Regions from separate parts of the Mus musculus genome. Here regions 2 and 3 are each linked to region 1. The links are chromatin contacts, called in public Hi-C maps. All regions are on one chromosome and are shown on one strand. The core of a region is the stretch at or near the end of the contact, and the rest is flanking DNA. Distances in the headings are between cores, read along the strand shown.

Region 1 (4,694 bases), core at 763-3,262:
CCTTAAATGTCAGATCCCCCTGCTTGTGGCTCTGTGGTACTGGGTTCACAGATGTACACCACCACTCCCGGAAGTTCACCCCTCCTGAGACATGTTCTTGTTGTGTGGCTGGCTGGCCATGAGACTCGATGTAGAACTGGCTGTCAGTGACCCTTCTGCCTCTGTCTCTCAACTGCTAGGATCTCAGGTGTGTGCCACTGTGATTGGCTACACACACACACACACACACACACACATACACACACACAATTTCTGCATCTTGATCAATGGCAGTCAGATCAACATGTTTCCAAACATAAAGAACATCCTTGTGAACCGGCAGATTTTACATCGACACTAATGTCACAGTTCCATTACAATTATAACAAAGAAAGATGATTGTGGAGATTTGGCTCAGTGGGTAAGCGTGCTTTTTCTTCGAGACACGAGGACCTGTGTTTGGATTTCCAGCACCCACATAAAAGATGGGTTATTGTTATGTGTGCCTGTAACCCCAGCACTGGGGAGCAGAGACAGGCTAGTCAGCCTAGCTAAGATGGTGAGCCTGGTCCAGTGAAAGAGAGCCAGGTGGAATAGAGACCCCTGTCTCAAGGCAATGAAGAAAGAGTTGTGGTGGGGGGTGGCGGGGACACTGGACGTTCTGCTTAGGCCTCCACATATTTGCAGGCAGGTGCACACCCCCATACACTCAGATGCATGCACACCACACACACAGATAAGAAAATAATGAAATAAAACAGATACATCTCTGCATAGCAACGGAAGGATGCACATCCTAGCAACGCAAGTGCAAGCCGGCTCGGACTCATGGCTCCGGGCTGAATTCTTTCTACCACTTGTTAGGATTTTGAGACTTCTGCCAAGGAAAAGAAAGCTCCCGGGACCCGTTCCAAGAAAACAGAATTGTTAATAATACCACAGAGAAGTGCTACATAATATTTTAAGGACATGCTTATTAATAACGTTTGGAAAGCCAATTTAAAGGCTGTTTTCTCTTTATTAAGGGATATTGAACACGATGGAGGTTTCTGATTCCCACAAAGTCCTATAATACTTATATGCAGTTGCTATAAAAAGGTGGGTGCACAGCTATGACATGACATGGGGCCTCGTTTGGATTAGTTCTTTTCAAAGTCACGGCTCCGAACAGTCTTATCTCAAGATGTGAAAGGGAAGGTCATTGAGAACCCAAATCTTGGGGTGAGGATGTGGCTCGATCTGAAGAATGCCTACTTGACAAAAAGAAGCCCTGGTTTGATCCCCAGCACTGCACTGGCATTTGGGAGTTGGAGGCTGGAAGATCGGAAGTTCAAGGCCATCACTTGGCTACAAAGGGAGTTTGAATCCAGCTTAGGCTACATGAGACCATGCCTCAGAAATAAAACAGAACCATAAAGATGACCATAGCCCCGCACCCATATCTCAGTGCTTCACCCTAGCCTCTGAGTTTGCTCTTCTCTATCTCAGGATGGTTATCCGCTGGTGGATCTTGTATAGTGCCCCTTTGGTGACGTAGACAAATCAGGGAGTTGCAACTGATGAGAATAAACAAAACCAAGTCACTTCAGAGACAGAGTAAATGCCTCACACCGGCCGGTAAAATTAGATCTGTGCTTCACGTCTTAATTCGAGTGTCTAGATGAGTCCTTCCAAAATTGATTTTTATTCGACATGCCCAAGGTAGGATTTTTTGATAAAAGTGGACCAGGGCATCCCAGCAGAGACAGTAAGTGGGGCACGGTCTCGTTCACGGGTGCGGGCTAGGCATTTGAGAGAAACCATCTTGTTAAGTGGCTGTGGTTATGAGGCTGACCTTGCTCTGCAGCTGAAACCTACACCAAATCTGGACTCTCCAAGTCGTCTTTTCTTCTTGACTGCCGGCATCAGCAACACGAAAATACAGTTTCTCATAAAAGAAGGGAAAATAAAATTTCCGTGGGAAAGCTTCCCAGAGTTAAAGATAGCCACATCTACTCATCAAAGAGAGCACGCTGGAGAGCCAACGGCTGTATAAATAAATGCCAAGAGCGACTCACGCTTTGACTCAGCTGGACAGTGACTTCATTGGGCTGGTTGAGGCTTACTTTGTCACGGAACTCAAGGTTTTTTGTTTTTCAGTTGGATTTTAGGATCCTAAAGAGATGACTGTGCTGCCTTGAAAGACCAGCACTTTGGAAACAACAGTCATGAAGACAAAGGCAAGCTAAGGGCTGCTAGAGAGATCACTAATGTTGTATAGGTATTTTTACATTTTAAATGAAAATACCCAACAGTGTCATCTTTTGAGCTTAAGAGTTGAGGTGTTGGTAATGCAGAGTAATATGTGCTGATACAGGGTAACCTGGGCTAACACAGGGTAACCTGGGCAAACACAGGGCAACATGGACTTCAATTCCAACCACTGAGCCGATCCCCAGGGGTTGCAATTCACTTAGTTTGAATGACAGGTTTGGTAGACAGGGGCCAGGGATCAGCTCTGTGCATTATTTCATGAAGTGTTGTATCACATGTACAGGATAACCCATATCTTCCCTCTTTTCTTAAGAAAACCCTTTTTTTTTTCTTAACATGATATCAGACTCAATATCAGTTCATGTCATCTAAAGATGAGAGGCAGCAGGTGGCCAGGGCAGGACAGGGGACTGTCACTGAGCAGTGTAAAAATGCGTTGTCCACTCTCATCACTGTCTTGGCATAGAAATAAAGACATACATTCACAGGGCCCATTGATACTGGACACAACCTATAGTTAATGACTGTAGCTGGTCAGGTGGAAGTGGGCAGGGGCATCATCTATGTCTAAAGCCCTGGGGGCAATCGCTGGGGACCCTTGGGTGCCTCTTCTGTGAGCTCATAGCCTCAGGGCAGAAAAGACACTTCTGTGCCTCCAGACAGGCCTCTACCTCTCCACCCTGCCTCTCCATGGCTTAGTTTAGAAGGCTTCACTTCTGTGAACTGGAAGACTCTTCCAGATCCCTCAGGGTTCAGCTCCAATCTTTTCATAGGTTTTTTTTGGAGTAGAGCATGTGCGTGTGTGTTACATGTTCACATGGGTGTACAAGCATGTGTTTGTGCATGCACATGGGTGTATGTGCTAGAGGAGCCAGCGGTCAGCTTCAGCTGATATTCCTTAGGGGTCATTTACCTTAGTGTTTTGAGACAGGGTCTCTCACTGGGGCTTGGGGCTTCCAATTACACTAGGCTGGCCAGCGAGCCCCAGGGGTCTGCTTGTTCCCCTCTCCTCAGAGCTGTCATTATAAGTGTCACACCTGGCTTTTCACATGGGTGCAAGTCCTTATGCTTATAGAGCATGCCCTTTAGCGACAACCATCCTGCAGCCCCTTCTGGAGCTCTTCTGGGAGGACAGTTCCTGTTCCCCTGGACAGAGACTCCCCAGAACACTGGTACAATAATTCGCATCACACCACAGATATTTGCTGGTGAATCTGGGTTTGGCTTGGCCAATTCCAGAACTCAGGGGGTACTTTCTTATTCATCTTACTGCTGTCTGCCAGTCACGGGGCCCAGGACCTGGGATCCAGAAGGTGTCTCATCAACTGATATCATTTACTGATATAAACATAAGTATCACGGCGGAAGTACAGATCTTTAGATGCTTCTGCAGAGAGGTTGGGACACGGCATGGTGGCCCATGGAGTAGAATTATTTATTTACTTTAAGTATATGAACACACTATAGCTGTCTTCAGACACACCAGAAGAGGGTGTCAGATCCCATTACAGATGGTTGTAAGCCACCATGTGATTGCTGGGAATTGTACTCAGGACCTCTGGAAGAGCAGCCAGTGCTCTCAACCGCTGAGCCATCTCTCCACTCTCATGGAGAAGTCCCCCACCCCCCAAGTCCAAATAGATAGAGCTTTCCAATCTCGGACTTCCAGTCTCCAAAACTCTGAACTAAAGAATATGTTTTATTTATAAAGGACCCAACGTGGAGTGTTTTGTTATAGCAACAGAAAAGGAGCCCACAAGTATGCTCATATCTCCTGTGGAGAACACTTTTGCCCGGCCACACCCTTAAATCACAACTGTCTCATAGTCTTGTCCTGTGTGAAAGAATAAATGACAAGAATCCTCAATTACACTGTGTCTGTCGATGCTATAAATGAAGGAAACAAAGTAACAATAATGAAATCATCTGGGGATGGAGAGAGAGCTCAGCAATCAGGAGCACTGGCTGCTCTCCCAGAGGACCCAGCACCTACACAGCAGCTTACGGCTGTCTGTAGCTCCAGTTTCAGGAGGTCTGACACTGACTGTCACACAGACACACGAGCAGGCAAAACAGCAGTGCACATAGATAAAAATGAATTTACTTTTGAGACAGGGTCTGGCTATGTTGCTTAGGATGGTCTCATGCTTGTAACAATCCTCTGGGTTTAGCCTCCTGAGTGTCCAGATTACAGGTATGTGCTACTCTGCCCACCTCAAACATGGGATTCTAACTGAATATGTTATTAAAGTAGTCCCCAGGATGTAGTTTAAATAAGTTAGGAATGAGAATTAACTCCTGACTCCTCAAACTTCAGAGACTTTGAGTTCTTGGTTGTAAAAATTTTCAAGTAAACAGAATAATCTCAACTATTAAATCAGACAGTTTTAAAAGCTACTACTATTTTGATTTATGGAGAGAGACAAATACTCTAAAATATTTATACTTTCTTATCAACAAAC
Region 2 (4,694 bases), core at 1,097-3,596, 440 kb after region 1:
TGTCCACAGAGCCTTCTAGCTGGCCTTTCAGTGATCTTTTGAAGAATGGACAAGAAGTCCCTCAGCAATACCTTTACCCTTCTCGTTCTCCTTCTGGGTTCTTCTGCTAAATCCCTATCAACTACAAGCATGCGACTAGAAGGGGTGATTTCAGTCAAGAGGGAAAAACAAGAAGTTAAAAAAATATATTCTACCATTACGTTTGCCAGGTGCCTCCAGGGTTCTTGTCTCTGCTCAGAGAGCTCACTTAGCTCTGAGTGCTTTATGGTCATCTGCTGTTCAGCTGAACTACTGTTGTGTGCTGTTTGTGAAAGATGCTGGCAAGAAGGATGCCAGGTGGCTGTTGTTTCTCTGCATGCCTCCTGAAAAAGCAACGCCTGTCTCCCCAGGCCACTCATGAGAGCCAAGTTCTCAATAGAAGAGAGCTGAGCCTTCCTACTTGCTGCCAGGTCTTCTGCATTCAAAACACTCCTCCAAGTTTCTGTAAATGGCTTTTAGGACTTGTATGGAAAGCCTTCCCTACTTGCTTCCTTTATTCTCCTATCATCCTGTCTTTTATTCTTCAACACTGGATGGCCAACTTATAATCATTTGGCTGTGCATGGTCAGGGACATGAGACAGATTGAAGACTATGCCTGAGCATGGCTCTCATTATGTTTCCTGTGAATATTAGTTATTAATCTATCAGCAAGTTGGCCTCTTGCATGGTCATGTGACATTAGCATCACTGTCTTCTTTCTGGAGGCATTCACTCTTTTCTTTAGTGGTGTGTATATTCAAAAACCAAAGGAAAATCTCAGATTTCCCCCGGGAGCCATCCACACGATACGTCTTTATTTGTTTGTTTTGGTTATTTATTAATCTTGAGATACTATCTTTCCTGAACCCAAAGTTGACTATACAGGTTAGGCTGGTTGGCCAGCAAGCCTCAGGGATCCTTGTCTGGTATCACAAGTGTGTGCTACCACAACCAGCTTTCTTTTTAACATGGATCCTGGCGATCAAACTCAGGTTCTTCTGATGGCAAGGCCAACACTTTGCTAACTAACCTGTGTCTGAGCCCCGTGTTTTAAATTTTCTAAACGGATGTCAAGCGTCTGAAATCAAGACAAAGCTGCCTTGTAATTGCTTAAAAGCCAATTAAAATAGCCAATTATTAAAATTAAAAATCCTCATCCTTTATTTTTATTTCTGAAAAAATGAAAAGGAGGGTCTCATATAGCTCTGGCTGGTTTCGAACTTGCTATTTAGATGAAGACAACTTCAAACTTCTGATCTTCTTACCTTCAAGTCCTGAGTGGCTCAGTGCCCCCTGGCTGCAAGTGTGTGTGCCAGCAATGCCAGGTTCTCTAATGTCTGTCCTTTTCTTTTATGACGTTTCCAGAAGAGGCATTAGCCCAAGGCTAATACTCCACTACTTAATATCTACCGAGGCTGACTGCTTTGTTCCTGAGGATACAAACTGGGCCACCTGCATTTGCATGGCTACTCCAGGCATGCTTGCTCCCTGTTTGTTCAGATCCAGTTTTGCTGAAATTTATAGAGTGTTTTCTTAGGTCGATGGATTTGACTAAGATGATTAATATTCCTAATCGTGTTTTTCTAGTCAGGGAGATGAGCGGCGAGGGAGGAGTGGTAATTATGAAAAGTCAACATCAGCCACGGGTGCCGTCGTGTCTGAAGGAAGAACATTCTCTTTCAGGTGCCCCGACTCTGTCCCTCCAACAGCATCATCGCTGTTTTCCAGCCTCCTCCACAGCCTAGCTTTCATCTGTCACCTTGCTCGTTTTCCTCTGTGGCTTCAACAAGTGCAAATCACCCTCGGAGTGTATAACCACGCATGGGCTCAAAAGGTGCCTTTGTGTGTACTGCCCCTTTGCCTGCACCCTTTGTTCTTGCACGGGGAGGCAATAAAATGTTTTGTACCGATGAGTCCTCAGATAATTAAAGTGTATCCTCTGAACATCTCCAAATATTTTTTTTCAAGATCCCAACCATTTTAATAGAAATCTTTCTAAATATATCACACACCTGACTGCCTCCTTCTAAAAAACAAAACTGTAATTTCTCCCAGAGAGACGGCAGTGTGTGGAGGGAGGAAGGAAGGGGCATCTGCCTGCCTTTGTACTTCTGATTGATTTTGTCTCCGACTCCAAAGTGACACCACATGTTAATTAGGCTGATGCTTGTCCTCCGACTTCCCATCTTCATGAAGCTCACAATTTTATGGAGTAAGAGAATATGTAAATATGTCAGAGACATAATTAGAGATAAACACAGAGGGAGCCAGAGAACAGTGTGGGTCAAGCATAAGTCACAACCTTATTTGGTCAGACGGGATGCATAAGAGAGAGATGAATCCAGAACCGAGTCTCCGAGGATGAACAAAAGTTTGTCTTAAGGATCAGAAGGTGCCCGCAGTTCACGGGAAGGCACAGAACAATCAAAGGCATGTAGACTTAAAAGAATATGGTATGTCTGCTTGACAGACCTGTAACTAAAATAACAGTGAATGGGGAATTGGTGAGAATGAAGCTGGTGTGTGACTGTGTGTGTGTGTGTGTGTGTGTGTGTGTGTGTGTGTGTGTGTGTGTGTGCATCTATGTGTGAGCGCATGTGGAGGCCAGAGGACAACCTCAGCTATTGCTCTTTAGGTACCATTTGCCTTATTTGTTTCTTTAAAAAAAACACATATGTGGGGCTAGGTAGTGCACATATACTTCAGCATATGTGTTCTCTTCTTTCATCGAGTGAGATCCAGAGATCAAACTTGGCAGCAAGTGCCTTTACCGGCTGAGCCATCTCAGCAGCCCATCATACTTTTGGAGACACTGGCTTAGGATTCACCGAGGAGACTGGGCTGTTTTCCCAGCAAGTTCTAGAGACCCTCTTGTCCCTGTCCCCTTGATGATGAGAACTTGCCACCATGCCAGCTTTTGAGAAAACATGGTTCCCAGGGGGCAAACTCAGTTCTTTGTACTTCCAAGGCAAGTACTTTACTGGCTGACCCATCTGCCCTGCTCCTCTCCTTCGATTGATTGTGTGGAGGATACTGGAGAATCATAAACAGGGGAAGAATGTGGTTGGATTTGGAGTTTAGTGAAATGATGCCTCTGGAGCTTTCTTGAATCCAACAGCCAGAGATCAAGCACCCAGGAAGTGCAGAGATTGCCGACTCCAGGGGAGTCAGAGTAGAGGACCTCCTTGTTCTGCTGCCATTAGAACTGGCGGTATAATGGAAGTTAGGCTGAATGGCAGGGATACATTTTTTTTTCTTTCTTTCTTTCTTTCTTTCTTTCTTTCTTTCTTTCTTTCTTTCTTTCTTTCTTTCTTTCTTTCTTTCTTTCTTTCTTTCTTTCTTTCTTTCTTTCTTTTCCAGACAGGGTTTCTCTGTATAGCCCTGGCTGTCCTGGAACTCACTTTGTAGACCAGGCTGGCCTCGAACTTAGAAATCCGCCTGCCTCTGCCTCCCGAGTGCTGGGAATAAAGGCGTGTGCCACCATGCCCGGCTGGCAAGGATACATTTCGAGAGATGCTTGCATACATATGGACTCTAGATGGATATAGATGGTAGCTCTAAGGACAATCTCAGGCTCCCTGTGTGGTGATGACCTGGTGATTGGTGCGAGCAGTCCAGCAGTGATTTGAGAGAAAAATGATCTCATTTATTCACGGGAGCCTTTCCTGGCTGACCAATCTCACTCTTCCTTTGTATAATCACTTTTTCTTCTATCCTGCTTCAGGATCCCTCCCAAAGACCTCTAGTGTTCTTCTTACTGTTATGGGAATACATGGATTCGCTGATGTTTGTTGTCCTCTGAAATCTCATTTATCATTGCAAACTTGGGGCCAAGTACCTAGACACTTGATGTTTCAAGAAACCTTAGTTAAATTATCAGCAAAGCAGGAAAGAAGAAGGGGGAGGGGAGAAAGGAGGAGATGAGAAAGAGCTGACTTGTCAGTTTTACTTAGTGTTTCATACAGAAGAGCTGATAGTTCATATTGGAGCTTGTTAAATTAAGAGTCTCTGTGGGATGTGAGTACAAGGAGAAAGACCGAAGATTTGGACGTCTGTCTGGGATAGCATTATGTGTTCGTGATGCAATTTAGACAGAGTGTCCCCAGTGTCAGTTAAGTCAAGGAAGAATAGAATTTCAAAGGAAGAGATGGTACCAGATTTCATAATATGGCTGAACAAAATAAGGAGCAGAAAGTCCATTGCATGTGGCAGCCATCTTGGCAAAGATGGCTTCAGGATAATGGTAGGATCAAAAGTCAGGCTACAGACATTGGGAGATCCAATGAATGTAGTATGTTCCTTCCAGAACCTTCTAGAAAGTAATGCACAGGATAGGGTGGCTACTGAAGGTAATAGGGACCATTAGATGAGACAAATGATATGTCATGGTCCCAGGACGAGTAAAAGATACAAGTGGCATGTGTATAGGAAAATACCTATGTCACCACATAGGGAAGAAAGACTCCAATGTTATAGGTCCTTGAAGAAAATGGGAAGGATGATTGGGAAGAAGACTCGGTTGAATGCAGTGCTTGATGCATAGGGAGAAGTAGCTGAGATCTGATTCCTAGCAGCCTCGGAAGAAGGAAAGTGCAGTGGCACCCATGTGTAATTCCAGTGCTAAGTGGGCAGAGGCAGGAGGATTTCCCCAGAACTTGATGGCCAGAAGTCTAG
Region 3 (4,694 bases), core at 667-3,166, 260 kb after region 1:
TACAAGGGTGAGGACAAAGGGGCAAATGTAGAAACTTTTTTTTTTTGTGCTCCCTCAATGTAGAAAAATGTGAACCAAACCTTTGATTCTGACACATCCCTGGCTCAAACCAAAGCTTTCTCTGAAATATTTCTGCTGATGCAACATGTAAGAGCATATTATTCATCCACCCTGGTTTCCTCCTCTTTTATGGCAATCATTTAAGTTAGAACTTATCAAAATCCCCATGTTCATAAGTCATAAACCTGGGAGCAGTCCTATAAATGGTACGTATATCTCTGTGTGAAGTCACATGGCTTATACATCCTAGTATCAGTCTAGGAGATCAAATTTCATGGGGCTAGCCTAGAGTGACTAACCATTGATCTATGTGCTTGACAATGTTCCAAAGTCAATGCCATGTGAGAGGCAGTCAAGAGACACACAATCAGAACTTGGAGGGAGAAAGAACAGTCAGACAGTAATGTTAGGCAATGACGCACTAAAGAGATAGGTTTTTGTTTTAGATTTTTTTTTGTTTTTGCTTTTGTTTTTTGTAAGCCTAAGTTTTGAATTTGTAGAAGACATCTCTGCCTGGTTGTATGTGAGTAAATTTTTATTATGTCTTTAAAAGTAGAGCCAAAAATTGCATAATCTTCATCTCTTTCAAAAAGTCAGGGTCTTTTTCTGGCAAAAACAAGATTTATTATTTCAAAGAAACCATTCTGACACACACAGGATAATCCCTGACATTGTTCTAGGCATTTTGTATAACTCTCTTCTTGATTCCTTAAAACAGCTCTTTGACATGGCATGGTTTTCATCTCAAGAGAGAGGAGAGAAAGAAGGAAGAAGGGAGGGGCGGGAGGAAGGAGGAAGGCATGGAAGGAGAGAGGGAGGGAGCAAAGGAGATAGAGGGAAAGAGGAGGAAGGAGGGCAGGAGGGAGAGAAGGAAACAAATAAAGGAAAAAGGAAGTATTTCTTTGAGTATTTATTTACTTCCATCTCTTTGTCAGCCTTTGCTCCTCCCAGCATGCTTTGCCGCTACCGTCCTCTATGTAGAGTTTCACTTTCACCTATGTTGTTTCGTGTGACTCATGTCAGAACACGTTTCTGTTGCTTTATACTTCTGTTCCCACACTTCTGCTACAATATGGTTTCCTTGTCGATGAAGAATAGAGCCCCAACTTGATGGGGCACGTGGCAAAGCTCAGCTTTGGGTGAGAATCTCTTTAGCTTTGACAATGAAAACTGATTAGAAGTCATCAGGAGAATACCCCCAAGAGAGGCCCAAGAATCACCTCAGGAATCAGTTATGCTTCTGCCCCAGTGTGGTGCCATCACTGGGAGCCAGTGGGGGAGAGAACACTGAAGTTCAGTTGAAAAATGAAAAAGGGTGAATATGTAGCCAGCAGCTACAGGTAGGCTTTGGAGTTCTGTTCTGAGATATGACAGTTGGCCAATATATGTGAGAGATGCTAGTTACCATAGCAATGAGCACAGCAAGCTCTCTCTCTCTCTCTCTCTCCCTCTCTCTCTCTCTCTCTCTCTCTCTCTCTCTCTCTCTCTCTCTCTCTCGGGTTTATGAATCCAAATCAATAAATGTTTATAAATAACTCTCCAATTGGCCCAAAGAAGTAAAAGCATGAGCCAGAACAGCCCTTCTGTCCTGTGAACGTGAGTCATGGTTATGTTGGCCACATTCTGGGGACAGAAAAAGGCTATCCATGGAATAAACAATTGGCCACATCATTTTCTTTGCAAGAGTGCTTGGGAGAGAAAGCTGCTGAGTGAAAAATCCATTGCTCATGCTTAATGACAACAAAGAGTACTAAACACGCACAAGCAAGAAGCCTAGAGACGAAGCAACCCAGACCACGTGCTGCTGTGGAGACAGATGCTAGGCCTAAAGACGGCAGGGAGGCCATGGGACCTAGGGGGCTATGCTAGAGTCCAGTGGTATAGGTACCGACCTTACCTTGACTGTGCATTGGCTCACAATGCCCTACGGTATGCAAGTCAGAATTCATACAAATGTGGAACTTCGACTCAAGAGTCCCAACAAAAATCAAATCAGTCCACCAGCAGCCAGGAAAACGCTTTCTTTCTATAGCGTTGCAAACAGATGGCTGAACAGCCTCTCTCAGAAGATTTTTGGTGAAAGGGAAAGTTGTTTTCCTCCCATCTTTATCTAGTAGCTGTTACATTCATTTCCCGAGCCAACATTTTCTCTAGCTCCGCTTCCTTAACTTCTGCCTGTCTAACTTTGTTCTTGGCTGGAGGAAGATCTCACCTAGGAGGTGCTTATTCATGGCGGCATTTCAAGCCCCTGAAAGCCACCACCTCATCCTTCTTTGGTTTTCTACTGTTGCTGATAAGCTGTTCTCTCTCTCTCTCTCTCTCTCTCTCTCTCTCTCTCTCTCTCTCTCTCTCTCTGCCCCATCTCAGAATTCTCTTGACTTGTCAGATCTCTTCTCAAAATGTGAACACTCTCAGAGCAATCTGTACAAATCCCCAGATGGGGGTTAGAATTTCAGAGCCCAGGAAAACTGTCTTCTGAACCTTCTTTGTCTGTGGCTATGGCTTCTTTCTGGCTCTTTCTTCTTTCTCTTCTTCTCTTCCTTCTTTCTTCCCACGCTGAGCTGTTAGCACCAAGTAGATTGAGTCACACAGGAATCCCATCTTAATGCAGAGAAAATTAATAGGAGTTATTATATATTTTACCCCAGCGAGAATTCAACTGAGGCAGGGATTCCCTAGCAAGCCACCAATCGGAGTAATAAAGAGGAATAATTGTTCTCATCACTGGGACAAAGACTTTAGCTAGTCAGCATCAAGTGGAGGAGGAATGATTGCCCAAAGATTAGAGGGATGGTAGAGAACAACAGACCCTCATCCCAGTGTCTCGCTCCTTCATTCGGACTCCACAGTGGCTGGACTTCACCATCAAAAGGCCTCTCTGCTTTGTTGCTTTTCCCATGAAAGGTCATAAGTCTCCCACAGTTTAGTGTAAACGAAGAGTAAAACTTAGGGTGCTAAGGGAACACTGACTGACTAGATTGGATAGGAGGGGCAGAATAAAACTGAGGCAGAACATTCCAAGAAAGTGGGGTGGCATCAAAGCTCTACTGTGTTTTGCTTACCTGTGATCCTGATCTCTATGGCTAGGGTAGACAGAGAAGCAAATAATGCCAAAGAGCAGAGAAAGGAGATGGATTCAACATAACCACATTAGGAAAAAGAACAAAGGGGTCCAAGGACCCCCAAGTCCATCTACAGGGCCTTGACATCAAGGTTTAGGTTTAAATAGAAGGACAGGAACAATTACTAAGCAGTCCTGGTCAAGGTGTGGTCCAGCTCACCACCCCCTTTGACTGTTCCTGCCTGGGTTCCAGTCTCTCCCGCAAGGTGGCCTTACGCGTTGTCAGAGCTGCATGAAACCTCTAAGAGACAAGCTCCTCCTCCGGTTGGCCCCTGGGCTCCAACCTTTCCATTTCCCCAGCAAGAGGCTCCAGTTTCTCAGGATCCACTGCTTCGGTTGTCTCTGAGAGCTGAGGGGCAGGGCACACGAGTCTCTTTAGAATAACTGTATCCCTGGCAGGATGTTTAAACCATCTCTGTCTGGCCCTTTCCAAATATTGTGAGGAAAGAGCGTATGCCCTGAGCTGTTCTACAACTGGAGGTTTGAGGGAAATCGTAAGTCTAGAGTTGTTGACAGAGGCAGCAACCTGCCTGTGCTGCTAGTTCTTCGCCTGATATTAGGGTTTACACCCGCAGGGTCTCTCCACTCTATTGCAATAAAGCCAGCAGCAGAGACTGGGGAAATAAACAAGGTGGGAGTCACTCCTTCCTAATCCTTAGAGCTTTGCCCAGAGAACTTGGATGATGACGGACCACAGACATGAGCAGCCCCAGGGTGCTAAGATTATCTATCTGGACTAGCAGAGGAGACTTTAAAAAAAAAATAGAAAAAAACTAGATTGGAAACACATACGACTTCATTTTTTATGTGCACATATGTGTATGCATGCATTTATGTGCATGCATGTATGTATATGTGCACTTGCATGTACGCATGTACGTGTCTTTACATATGCAATGGAAGCATGTCAGAGAAAGTTCTAGAATCTGAGATTTCATCTAGGGGCAAGAGGTAACTAGAGCACACGTTAGAAAAGTCAGCGTACCTGTCTTGTGCTTGAAGTAGTGTAGAAGGTCAGGGAGAGGGAAGTAAGGCATTAGAAGGAGGAGCCCTTCACTAGGGAATTCGGTTGAAGCCTTTGCCAGCAGCAGGGCAAGAACCACAGCACAATTAACAATCACCAGAGAGGTCTTTCTCCTTCCCAGCCGCAAGCCAGCTTCGGTCTAGGAATCTCAAGAGAAACCCCACTCCCAGGGAAAGGACTTGTGCTAAAGCCCTTGCACGACCTCACTGGCTCTTGCTTTTACCCAATCATATTACAGTTCCATCCAAAGGCCTCTTCAGAATCACCTCACATCTCTCTCTTATCAAAAGGGAGAGAAAAAGAAAGGTTTCCTAGCAACCTTAGAGATGTAACTTGAGAGGCACCAACATAGGCTGTGTTAACTGCTGAGACAATTAGTTGCCCCCCACTCCCACCCCCACTCCAATCCTTCAGGAGCCCTTCCTCACGTTTGGGTATGTCTCACTTTTCTCTTAGCACCCCTCCCCATGCTTAAACCTGTATTAAAGA

The links. A called contact is a pair of places that touch in the nucleus more often than the background predicts.
Region 2: a contact with region 1 is called in a Hi-C map of uterus, with 5 times the contacts expected there. The contact joins two enhancer-like sites. A contact is called at or near these places in 1 of 39 promoter capture datasets (stem cell-derived epiblast-like cells), 1 of 484 Hi-C or Micro-C datasets (uterus) and 1 of 9 other capture datasets (embryonic stem cells).
Region 3: a contact with region 1 is called in a Hi-C map of cortical neurons, with 2.9 times the contacts expected there. The contact joins two enhancer-like sites. A contact is called at or near these places in 2 of 484 Hi-C or Micro-C datasets (cortical neurons and cumulus cells), 3 of 115 datasets of contacts at active chromatin or transcription factors (embryonic stem cells, memory CD8 T cells and neural tube) and 2 of 9 other capture datasets (adipose tissue and embryonic stem cells).

The regions. Positions count from the first base shown.
Region 1 is chr13:46,624,144-46,628,837 of GRCm38.p6, reverse strand. The region is part of intron 7 of Cap2 (CAP, adenylate cyclase-associated protein, 2 (yeast)); the gene reads right to left. Among named protein-coding and RNA genes, the nearest start is that of Fam8a1, 43 kb to the left of the region's middle. Within about 2 kb of position 2,012, at least 25 of the 459 cell types and tissues checked have an H3K27ac peak or open chromatin away from gene starts, as enhancers often do. A contact at or near this core is called in cortical neurons and uterus, where this site is marked.
Region 2 is chr13:46,185,598-46,190,291 of GRCm38.p6, reverse strand. No RefSeq gene overlaps it. Among named protein-coding and RNA genes, the nearest start is that of Stmnd1, 86 kb to the left of the region's middle. Within about 2 kb of position 2,346, at least 2 of the 459 cell types and tissues checked have an H3K27ac peak or open chromatin away from gene starts, as enhancers often do. A contact at or near this core is called in uterus, where this site is marked.
Region 3 is chr13:46,361,088-46,365,781 of GRCm38.p6, reverse strand. No RefSeq gene overlaps it. Among named protein-coding and RNA genes, the nearest start is that of Rbm24, 55 kb to the left of the region's middle. Within about 2 kb of position 1,916, at least 24 of the 459 cell types and tissues checked have an H3K27ac peak or open chromatin away from gene starts, as enhancers often do. A contact at or near this core is called in cortical neurons, where this site is marked.